Regions from separate parts of the Zea mays genome. Here regions 1, 2 and 4 are each linked to region 3. The links are chromatin contacts, called in public Hi-C maps. All regions are on one chromosome and are shown on one strand. Each heading gives the region's core, a stretch centred on a gene start, on an enhancer-like site or on the middle of the called end of the contact. The rest is flanking DNA. Distances are from core to core; before and after follow the strand shown. Region 1 holds the start of LOC100381433 (Boron transporter 1). Region 2 holds the start of LOC100272660 (MYB transcription factor). Region 3 holds the start of LOC103650540 (nuclear export mediator factor NEMF). Region 4 holds the start of LOC103652180 (two-component response regulator ORR6-like).

Region 1 (2,700 bases), core at 29-2,528, 380 kb after region 3:
GCCGGACCAGCACTACGGGCCGAGGCTACAGCCCAAGCACGGCACGACGTTCTTGGCTCTTGCAAGCATTAGGTCGTTTCTGAGACCACATTGACGCAATGGACTTCATGGTGTTTGATGTTGCTGAATTGGATGGAGCAACAATAATTTGTCACAATAACAGTAAAATGAAAGGTTATTTATTGGTTTTAAATGTTAGTAATTGCTACAAAGTAGCATAATTTATATGGAGCGCATCCAGTTTTTATTGATGCCTGACTTTAGCAAACACTTCATATTTTGATCTATCTTTTTATAAGTTTGAGTTTATGTGACTTATTTTAGAAACTTGAGCTCACAAACTTTCTCTTATTTGGTCTCTGTATTGTGGAATTATGTCATTTTACAATCTTTGTTTGTTCAGTCAGTCGTTGTGAACTTTCTTCTAATCGCTCACTTCATTGACCGTGTTGTACCAAGACATATTGGATGGAGTAAATAATAACATCGGTTAGCTAAATCAAAAAATATTATATGGAGAGCGGATACGATCAATAAAAAATCTTAAATTTTTTTGTTGATAAGATATATAGGTATTGTTATAAGCCGTCGCAACGCACGGGCAACCGACTAGTCTGTGTTAAAATATTAGTCGTCGTAGCAGTTAAATTTTATTATGTATATGTTCAACCAGATGTCAATAAATCTAGATATATATATAAAACACATATATTAAATATGGTATAAATCTATCAAAATACTAAAATAACTAATATTTAGTAATATTTATTTGGTAATAGCGAAGCTCGTTGGGTCCTTCTCTTCCCCTGGACAGCAGACAGCTGAGCCAGAGCTGCCCTGGCATTCTGGCCCTGCCTTGCCATCCGAGTGAACAAAACCAAAAAATTATTATTTGTCCTCTTGCTGACCACCCCCCCCCCCCCCCCCCCCCCCCCTCCCCCGGTTTTCCTTTTCCTTCTGAACTTAACAATACAGTGGTAGATAAAATAAAATTAGCTCCGACACTTGCTGCAGCAGTTACATGATCACAAAGCCCACCAGTGACACACCCCACTGGAGCCCTCTTGTGCTTTTGCTTTGCGTGCGCAGAGCTCAGCATTCAGCAAGACTCGCTGCAACAGTTCTCGAGCAATGCATTTTTTTTCCTCAGATAACTTTTTTGCTTTAAATTTTTTTCTACCAAGATTTCTCTTTGTGAATTGACAGTGGTGTGCCCCTCCCCTGCCACTTCCTATATATCTGCCCTCTATCGCAACTCCGTTGCTCTGTAGCGGTTACCTCCCTTTCGCTCTACTGCTCTCTCTCTCTCTCTGGACCTTGCCGTTCTCTCCCTCGTCGGCAATCAGCCCGCTTCCTGTGCTCTCTATGCTCCCCTTCCGTTCGTAGCCTCGGCCTTCGTCTCCCTCCATGGACCCGCGCTAAATGCATCGCGAGATTCCAAACCGGTAGCGTTTCTTCCTGCTCCATCCGCCGCAAGATGTAAGCAAGGGCCTCACTTCACACCCGGAGTGGGAGACCATCCAGAATACATCCTCAGATCTTCTTGTGTCTGAGAAAAAAGCGACGCCCTTCAATGGAGGAGAGCTTCGTGCCCTTGCGGGGCATCAAGAACGACCTCCACGGGAGGCTCGCCTGCTACAAGCAGGACTGGGCCGGAGGGTTCCGTGCCGGTATCAGGTAAGGCTAATCTAATCTTTGCTCGCAACAATCTTGCATTGTGCTGTTTAGGATTACAAGTTCGGTATCACCACTATGGCGCCAAAACCTTGAAACTGGCTGCGATGTCCTTCTGTTGCTGTTCTCAAGTTTGTTTGTTCTTGCCTGCCCCCAAGATCTTGAATGAAAAGGAGTGCTTTTTTGGGAGTGTTTCAGGATCCTGGCGCCGACGACCTACATATTCTTCGCGTCCGCGATACCGGTCATATCGTTCGGGGAGCAATTGGAGAGGAACACTGGTAAATAAAACAGGGGGATTCAAAACTTGTACTTGGTGGCGTTAGTTTCAGTCAGTACAGTGGGTGAGCAGAGGAGCTTATTTTGTGAGCAGATGGAGTCCTCACGGCAGTGCAGACGTTGGCATCCACTGCGCTGTGCGGCGTAATCCACTCCATCGTGGGAGGGCAGCCGCTGCTGATCCTGGGAGTCGCCGAACCGACGGTGCTCATGTACACATTCATGTTCAGCTTCGCCAAGGACAGGCCCGACCTCGGGCGGAGTCTGTTCCTGGCCTGGACCGGTTGGTAGGTCATCCTTGCTGTGTGTGCTGGCTGAGAATTCTATTGCAGATTTGGACGTTGTTTCAGCTGATCCTTGCCGTGTGTCATGTACGCGTGCAGGGTTTGCGTGTGGACTGCCATCCTACTCTTCTTGCTGGCCATACTAGGCGCGTGCTCCATCATCAACCGGTTCACCCGCGTCGCTGGCGAGCTGTTTGGGCTTCTGATCGCTATGCTCTTCATGCAGCAGGCTATCAAGGTTGGTGAAAGCTGCAGGGCTTTTCGGTTTCAAGCCATTTGCTGCTTAACCTTATGCTGATGCAGAAACTTTTTTAAGGCAAACTCCAGTTACCTTGCCTCTCCAGATTGCATAGTACTCCAGTCAGTCTGAATGCAACTAACTAGTGGAGAATCGAGTAGGTTGGTCAAAGGCATGTGCAAGTGCTGAAAAGCACATGGAAGCCAATGGAGATGTGAAGGTGTC
Region 2 (2,700 bases), core at 8-2,507, 440 kb before region 3:
GAGTGAGGGCTAGTTTGGCAACCACATTTTCCCATGGGATTTTCAATTTCCTAAAGGAAAATGAACTAATTTCTCAAAGGAAAATGAACTAATTTCTCTTGGGGAAACGAAAAACCCTTGGGAAAATATGGTTCCCAAGAGAAAATGAATGTATAGCATCTGAAGCGCTTTATGTATCTATCTGCTTTCATAGTAGATGTACCATGTGTCTGATTGATAAATAGAAATAAGATGGTATTCCTAGTTAACCCACGCGTAGTGTTTCATCAACCAAAGCACCAAAAAGTTGATAAGCACAGTCACTTTTCTTTTGTCGAGAAGCAAAAATAAAAACACACATCCAATCGGAAAAAAAGAAAATAAAAGAAGGAACAAGCATATACCTTCAGAAAGCATCATATTATTGAAACGCTAGTATATCAAAAGTAGAAAATTCTGCCGTATTTGCTTCAACCAGTGATACAGACTTTAAGAACTACTCAGGCAGAAAAAAAATGTCTTCGTCTGATGAAACCAAAAAAAAAAAGTTTACCCTCAACTACACGGCGAGTGCCCTTTAACTGTATACTGGTCCAATACAGTGTTAGTAGTAACTGGATTAACTAGCCAGTAAAAGTATGTACTAGTACACTGTACTCCGTACAAAATATTGTCCATCAAAACTTCTCTAACTTTAACCATATTTATGGAAAGATACATCAACATCTACAGTATCAAATTAGTTCATTAAATTCTTCATAAAATATGTTTTGACAGTGCATCTACTTCAACTTGTAGATTTTTGTAAAAATTTGGCCAAAGTCAGAGAAAGTTTACTTCAGGGCAAAAATAAAGTGAAGTATAATCAAAGTTAATTTGGAACGGAGGTAGTAGCCTTTTAATACGCATAAAAGCTTCTACCAGAGTGACCTCACCATAGCAAAGATTTATGAAGAAATTCAAAGCTAAGTTTCAGGTAGATTTATGAATAAGACATATGGGGACAATAATCTCAAAATACATGAACGGTAAACAAATAAATTAACTTTTATTGTATACTGTAGTTTATTAACAAAAAGCAAGAATATACCTCTGCAAATTCCAGACGTCAATAAAGCTGATGTCCTAACATGCACACCTATGATTTTGCAATACAATATGCGCAACATGAGCCAATTAAAAAAGCTACTTTATCAGTTAGAATCTGAGGGCAACCCAAATGGTGGAATATAGGATCTTTAGGGAGCTCCAAATCACACCCACCATATCACCTGGCCACCAAGACCTCCCCCTCTTACCTATAAATGAGAGGCAAAAGCCAGTAAGCCACCAAACCAGTAGGCAACTAAGACAAAGTGGCATACTCTTCTCTGTACTAGCTTTCTTCTTCCTCTCCTCTTCCTCACAAACAGACTGGATTTCAACAAGATAATCCTGAAACTGGAGCCAACAAGCACACAGAGAAAGAAGAGCAAGAAGACCGGCTCCCAGCCGATACAAGGTAGGAGTGAGCAGCGTTAGTTTCATCATATCGCATAGGCGATATGGTGACAGTGAGAGAGGAGACTCGCAAGGGGCCATGGACAGAGCAGGAGGACCTGCAACTGGTATGCACTGTCCGTCTGTTCGGTGAACGTCGTTGGGATTTCATTGCCAAAGTATCAGGTTTGAGGGGTGGGGATCCACAAATTAGGTAGCTAAATTGAAGTCATCGCGCTAAGTCGCAAAAGCAAGTATCAACCTCTCTAACCGACTCTATTCTTGCTTCCCCTCTCCCTTTCTGTATCTTCATTCATGCAGGACTCAACCGGACAGGCAAGAGCTGCCGGCTGCGGTGGGTCAACTACCTCCACCCTGGCCTCAAGCGTGGGCGCATGTCTCCCCATGAAGAGCGCCTCATCCTTGAGCTGCACGCTCGGTGGGGAAACAGGTCTGATCACCAAAAGACAATCAAAAGAACAAAATGACTGTTTTCTCTAAAATTTGATTGACATGTCCAATAACTTCTCCTAAACAGGTGGTCCAGGATAGCACGGCGCTTGCCAGGGCGCACTGACAATGAGATCAAGAACTACTGGAGGACACACATGAGGAAGAAAGCACAGGAGAGGAAGAGGAACATGTCTCCATCATCATCCTCATCTTCACTGAGTTACCAGTCAGGCTACCCAGATACTCCATCAATCATTGGAGTTAAGGGACAGGAGCTTCATGGTGGCAGTGGCTGCATCACAAGCATCCTGAAGGGCACCCATCCGGACATGGATGGCTATCCCATGGACCAGATATGGATGGAAATTGAGGCGCCAGAGGTGCCCTCGGAGGTGGGCTTTGTTGGAGGGAACGAAAATGTGTGCAGCAGCCTTGCCACCCCTCTGCCACCACCTACCGTCTGGGAATACTACCCAGAGGTCTGCTGGAAGCTTGACGATGAGATCAAGATGGCACCACAATTTGGTTATATAGTGAAGGAGCTGACCCCTGCTTCTGATACCATATATATTGGGTCTGATTACTAAGTTATACACCATCCTAGCAGAAGTGAAGTGCTTTTGTTGACACAAGCTTTAGCATGGATCTGGATATTTATCTCCCGCTTAGAATTGGAGGCCTATGGCTCTATGCATGATTTCTATGTATCTATCTAGTGTGCAAGACAAGATCATCTCAATTTGTCCTTGATGCTATGTAACACAAGGGCAAAGGTGCTATGTCTGTTTA
Region 3 (2,700 bases), core at 20-2,519:
ATGCATACACACAAGGGTCTAGACATTAATGTTACAGAACAGGGTGATGAAGCAAACATCAATCAGGGCAGTGAGTAGAATCTGAAGCTCACCGAACGTATTGGGTGGTGTGGAACCTGACACCACTCTCCATGAGCAACAAGACCTTCTCGCTTTCCCCTGATTCAGTAATCCCACTGCTGTTCATCAGCTTGAAAAGGTATGTCTGTCCAAATGCAGAAAGATGCTACTAAAATTACATCTGTAGTTCTGTACAAGTATCGTCATGTATATAGTAAAACACAAATACGATATAAGACTGCCAAGAACAACATGATCTGTTTGTATGATGTACTGGTAATACAATACTTTTTATTAATGACCCAAAGAATTCAGGCAGCTATGCTTTACTCAGAACTCAGAACAGATCAAAAGGCAAGAACCACCTGGTTGATCCTGACAACATACTATTGAAGCGAAACACAAGGATCTTGTATCCCACAAAACTGCACCTAAAATGTGCATCGACAGCCTCAGCGAGCCAGTTCATAGCGTTATCTATTGATTATGTCGAATTTTACATGTAAGCACAGGCTACATCAGCTACTGAAAAACAACACAAGCAAAATCCCATAGCATACGGGACATTAAACTACGAAGTTCTCTATGCCCTGGGCTCACGATAAAGTCTGCTAGGTGGCAGCACCACTGGTCGAGCAGACCGAAATCCAGTACAGAATTACAGATTCGCTTCGTGCGCCACGCCTCTACCGATCGCGGGCGGCGGCGCGGGGGTGTCAAGGAGTGGCCCCTTCCCATCCAACCTGCGCCCAAGCGGGGCAGTGACTAGGGTTCGCGGCAGGCGGGGCAGGGAAGGCAGGGGACGGGGACCCGATTAACCTTGGGGGTGATGTCGTAGACGTTGGCTAGGCGCATGCCGATGAGGCGGCGGAGGCACTTCACCTCCGCCGCCACGTCCGTCGTCGTCATTCGTGCCTTCACCATCTTGCCTCAGCCGGTACTACGGCAGCGCCGAGACCTTTGGGCCTTTGGCTTCCTTCCCCCCTCCCTACCGGGGATTTTCTCCCTTCTCTCCGCCGCCTCCTGAGCTCTCTCCTCGTCGGCTCGAGTCGGGCTCGGGCACGACTCTGGTCGCGGCCGCCCACCTGGACCTGGAGCGGTGAAGGACGCCGCCGCCGCCGCCGCTAGGACGAGATGGGCCGGTCCGTGGTCCGTGGATCATTATCTTCGGCCCGTTTTGTTACTGAGGTGGGCCGCAGGTCGCGTATCCGTTATATTCCTCGTTTTAACTGTGTCATTAAGGACTAGTTTGGCAGTCAGATTTCCGGAAGGGAACCCGGCCTTTTCCGGGGGAGCGAAGCACGCGTGAAAATAGCGCCCAGGGAAAATTTCCGGCCTATTTGGAAGCCAATCTGTCGGGCCCGTTCTCCCTCGACCCGACCAAAATACCCGGGGCAGCTTTCCACCAGCCGCGAGGCCGGACAGCTTTCCCCGCATACGAGGGGGAGGCGGCGCGAGCGACGCTGGCACGGTGACGCGAGTCGGACTTCCTCTGCTGCCTCCGTCCACTCTGTCGTCGTCCACAACGCCGCCGCAGTCATCCCCAGTCCTCCCTCCCTCGACGCGGTCTCGACTGCTCCCTCCTCCACAGACGACGTGGTCTAGGGTTTGTGCTCTCATCTGCGTTCTCCCTACGTTCTTCCTCTACTCACACATGCTCTGTCATCTCCTCTGCTCTCTTTCAAGTTCCGCTCGGTACTAGCAGTGAGGTATTATAATCAGCCTCCTCCAAGATCTGCCTCCTCCAATCCAGGGATATTAACTATGCTTCCCTCTACTAGCGTCACATGCCAAGATTATTATAAATTCCTGCTACGATCCAGCAATTTTTAATAGCAGTGTTGTGGCCGAGTTAATACATACAATCCACGGTAAAATTAATCTAGAGATATTTTGTAATAAAAAGTCACATGCCAAGATCAATAGGTTTAGTACTAGCAGTGAGGCGGCACAGATAAGTTAGATCGGTTATTTCTTGTTTTCCTCCTTAACTATGCTTTATTCTTGTATGTATGCAATCTGAATTTATTTTGTTGATTCTTTATGCTTTGATGTGAAAGCTGAAATGGGCGCAAATAATTATATGGTTTGATACTCTGAATTTGATTGTGTGTGAGCCAAGACACGGGATAGATAGGATATACATTTTCCACATGTTCTATATGGATTATAATCTGGCCAGCTTTATTTTTCTCCCTTGTATTTTTTCCTAGGAGACGACCGCGTAATCCTTTCATCTGTACCCATTGTGTGTTCGAATGATCCCAGATTTAAATGGTCTTCATGTACCTTCCGGCCATATATGTGTTTCTGGTCTTCATTGGAATAGTGTGGTAAATTAAGTTTGTAGTGGCTAATAGAACCACCAGTAAAAAACAACTTTTACAGGCAGCTCATGTTTACCTCAGTTTCTTTACATATTTTTTATCTAAGAGATAAGAGATGATCATAGTTTCTCAGTTCTGTGCGCTTGTAATTTCATTATTAAGTGTGGTTCATAATAACGTATCCGGAGCTAATAGATTAACTGAACTGAACTGATTTCCTGTTATGTGACACTCCAATGCAGTTTAACTGAACTGAATTGCTTTTCTGGTATTTTCTAAGTTCCTTTCATGTTATGTGACAGGTTGTTGGTCC
Region 4 (2,700 bases), core at 77-2,576, 330 kb after region 3:
CCAATCATGCCTAAATGCGGTGAGAGCGTACGGGCGTGGCTGGTGCTGAAAGGCGGGGACCGCCTGCGAGAGCGAGGCGAGCGCGCGGCCTAGCTAGGCTAAACTGGGCCGACCGGGCTGAAAACGGTTTTTTCTATTTTCCTGAATTTCTAATTTTTTTTCTTTTTATTTTCTCTATGGAATTCAAATCAAATTCAACCACAATTCAAATACATATAATTCAAACATGTCATCAAACAAAAAGGAATAATCTAGTCTCAGCATGATGCAAACATTCACATATACCCTAGGTTTTGATATTCTCAAGAAAATAATACATCTCCCACATAATTAACCCAAAATCCTATTAAAGAGAATAGAAAAGAAACACTGTAGAAGTGAGAAAAGAAGTAACCTGAATTTGCTAGGTATTTAGAGAAGAAATTTTATGCCCCTAAATTCAGGGTGTTATACTCGTGCTTTGCTACGGTTTTTATATATCATATAAATAGGTATTAAGATATTTATTCAAATATATATTGTTTGTTTCTAAACACTAAGGTACATATGGTCATGTTAGCCCCAAATTTTTTGAGCTAGGAGTGTGGGTTCGAGTGTTCGCTCTGCACTTTTTTGCGCGGTGTGGTAGGGTGGGGTCGGGTTCTGAGCGGGTGCTTGGGTCCACAAGGCAGTCCCTGAGAGAGTGGCGGGAGAACCAGTCAGAGAGTGTGGGGGTGGGCCTAAGGTGTCAGCGTGTCCATAGGGCGGGCAGTAGCTGAGTGAGGGTAAAGCTGTGGTAGCATCAGGTGCCCATATTAAGTTCTTAATAGAGTGGTATATATATATATATATATATATAGTATTTAGAGCTCTGGGCTCTATTTAACTACAGGAAGCCCCGACCAGGTGCGCAGACCGCACCGGACCCTTTTTGGCTTATTGTACCTAAATGTGCTTACGCTAAATTATAATACGAGTTATGTTGATGTGTGTATCAGTTTATGCAAATATAGTCTGCGCATATTACGTGCATCGGGCCCACGGCCCGGCCCACGCGTTCACAATTATTCAGTCCCACGCCGACACTATAAAAACACCCCCACGCCGCCAGGGATTAGGTTTTAGCGGCGGCGGCGGTTCCCTCGGGCGTGCGAGCGGCGGTGATCCTGGGGGCCAGCAGCGGTGTCGCCTCGAGGCAGGAGACCGACGGCGGCGCTCCACCAGGAACGAGCGACAACGACGCTCCGAGGCAGGCGGGCAAGCAGTGACGGCACTGTCGAAGCAGACGGACGACGACAGCGCACCCTAGGCCTGACGACAACGGCGATTGTCCCGTCCATCTCTGCGATGGCCACCGCCGCCGCCGCTCCAGAATCTGTGGCGCCGTCCCTTGCACCCAAGGCCAACGACAGCAGGAAGTCGGTGGTGCCCATGGACGCGTCGGAGCTGGAGAAGCACGTGCTGGCGGTGGACGACAAATCCGTGGACCGCGCCGCGATCGCCAGGATCCTGCGCGGCTCCAGGTACAGGGTGACCGCCGTGGAGTCGGCGACGCGCGCGCTGGAGTTGCTCGCGATGGGCCTGCTCCCTGACGTCAGCATGATCATCACCGACTACTGGATGCCTGGGATGACCGGGTACGAGCTGCTCAAGCGCGTCAAGGAGTCGGCGACGCTCAGGGGCATCTACGTTGTCATCATGTCGTCTATGACCATCGTGATTTATACATTTTCAAACAAAATTTTACGATATATCTTATTGCATTTTACGCTTCCACTAAAAAGCAAGTGCCACATTCGTCGTTACAAAATAGATCATTGATTTACGCTAAAATTCGTATCCATTTACGCTGTTTCGGATCACGTTTTACGCTTAAATCCACCTGACCTAGAACCCGAGCACGATCGGAGCGCGATTTTCACGTCGTAATTTAGGCCACATTCGTCGTTAAGAAATAGATTTATGATGTACGATAAAATTTGTACCCATTTACGCTGTTTGGTTCACGTTTTACGCTGAAATTTGACCAAGCCAAAATCCGTGCACGATCGAACGTGATCAATTTTCACGCCGTAATTTTCGGACCCCAGCTGTTACGAAACATGTCTATAATTTACGTAAATTTCGTATTCATTTACGCAGTTTTAGCTCACGTTTTACGCCGGAATCTGCCCTAGCCAGAACCCGCGCACGATTGGGTGCACGCGATTTTCACGCCGTAATTTTGGGCTTCGTTTGCTGTTACAAAACATATATATCATTTACGCTAAATTTCGTACTCATTTACGTTGTTTTAGCTCACGTTTTACGCTAGAATCCGCCCGAGCAGAACCCGCGAACTGCGGTTGTAAATTAAAATTTATTTCCTTCTACTAATGCTCCTCAAACCGTAACTGTCCCTTTATTTACGCGATTATGCAGCACGTCTTTCCTTATATCAAACCGGTCAAGATTTATATAATGCATGGTTTATGCTATCATGTTACACATCGTTATGCAGTCGTAAACGGTTTATTTATGCATCGTTATGCAGTCGTTAACCGCCGCCAATATCACAGATACGAACGTGGACGAGCGGCTGTAAATGAGAATTTGTTTCCTCCCGTAACTGTGCCTTTATTTACGCGAACGTGGAGCACGTCTTTACTTATCTCAAACCGGTGGATATTTAAATGTTGCATGGTTTACGCTATCATGTTACATAGCGTTATGCAGTCGTAA

What was found. A called contact is a pair of places that touch in the nucleus more often than the background predicts.
Region 1: a contact with region 3 is called in a Hi-C map of ear, with 3 times the contacts expected there. The contact joins the promoter of LOC100381433 here to the promoter of LOC103650540 in region 3. A contact is called at or near these places in 3 of 25 Hi-C or Micro-C datasets (ear, endosperm and tassel).
Region 2: a contact with region 3 is called in a Hi-C map of leaf, with 2.5 times the contacts expected there. The contact joins the promoter of LOC100272660 here to the promoter of LOC103650540 in region 3. A contact is called at or near these places in 9 of 25 Hi-C or Micro-C datasets (bundle sheath, ear, leaf and 3 more).
Region 4: a Hi-C map of ear shows a contact between it and region 3, with 2.6 times the contacts expected there. The contact joins the promoter of LOC103652180 here to the promoter of LOC103650540 in region 3. A contact is called at or near these places in 2 of 25 Hi-C or Micro-C datasets (ear and tassel).

What each region holds. Positions count from the first base shown.
Region 1 is chr3:129,612,302-129,615,001 of Zm-B73-REFERENCE-NAM-5.0, forward strand. It overlaps LOC100381433 (Boron transporter 1), which reads left to right and starts at 1,279. Exons shown (of 12, transcript NM_001174274.1): 1 at 1,279-1,677; 2 at 1,873-1,955; 3 at 2,048-2,240; 4 at 2,337-2,475. The coding sequence starts at 1,574.
Region 2 is chr3:128,790,882-128,793,581 of Zm-B73-REFERENCE-NAM-5.0, forward strand. It overlaps LOC100272660 (MYB transcription factor), which reads left to right and starts at 1,258. Exons shown (of 3, transcript NM_001147118.1): 1 at 1,258-1,644; 2 at 1,780-1,909; 3 at 1,997-2,700. The coding sequence starts at 1,524. The coding sequence ends at 2,498. It also overlaps a transcript of LOC100273435 not described here.
Region 3 is chr3:129,231,839-129,234,538 of Zm-B73-REFERENCE-NAM-5.0, forward strand. It overlaps LOC103650540 (nuclear export mediator factor NEMF), which reads right to left and starts at 1,270. Exons shown (of 14, transcript XM_008676116.4): 1 at 880-1,270; 2 at 93-205. The coding sequence starts at 984.
Region 4 is chr3:129,564,920-129,567,619 of Zm-B73-REFERENCE-NAM-5.0, forward strand. LOC103652180 (two-component response regulator ORR6-like) reads left to right here and starts at 1,327. Exons shown (of 2, transcript XM_008677818.1): 1 at 1,327-1,695; 2 at 2,513-2,563. The coding sequence starts at 1,327. The coding sequence ends at 2,563.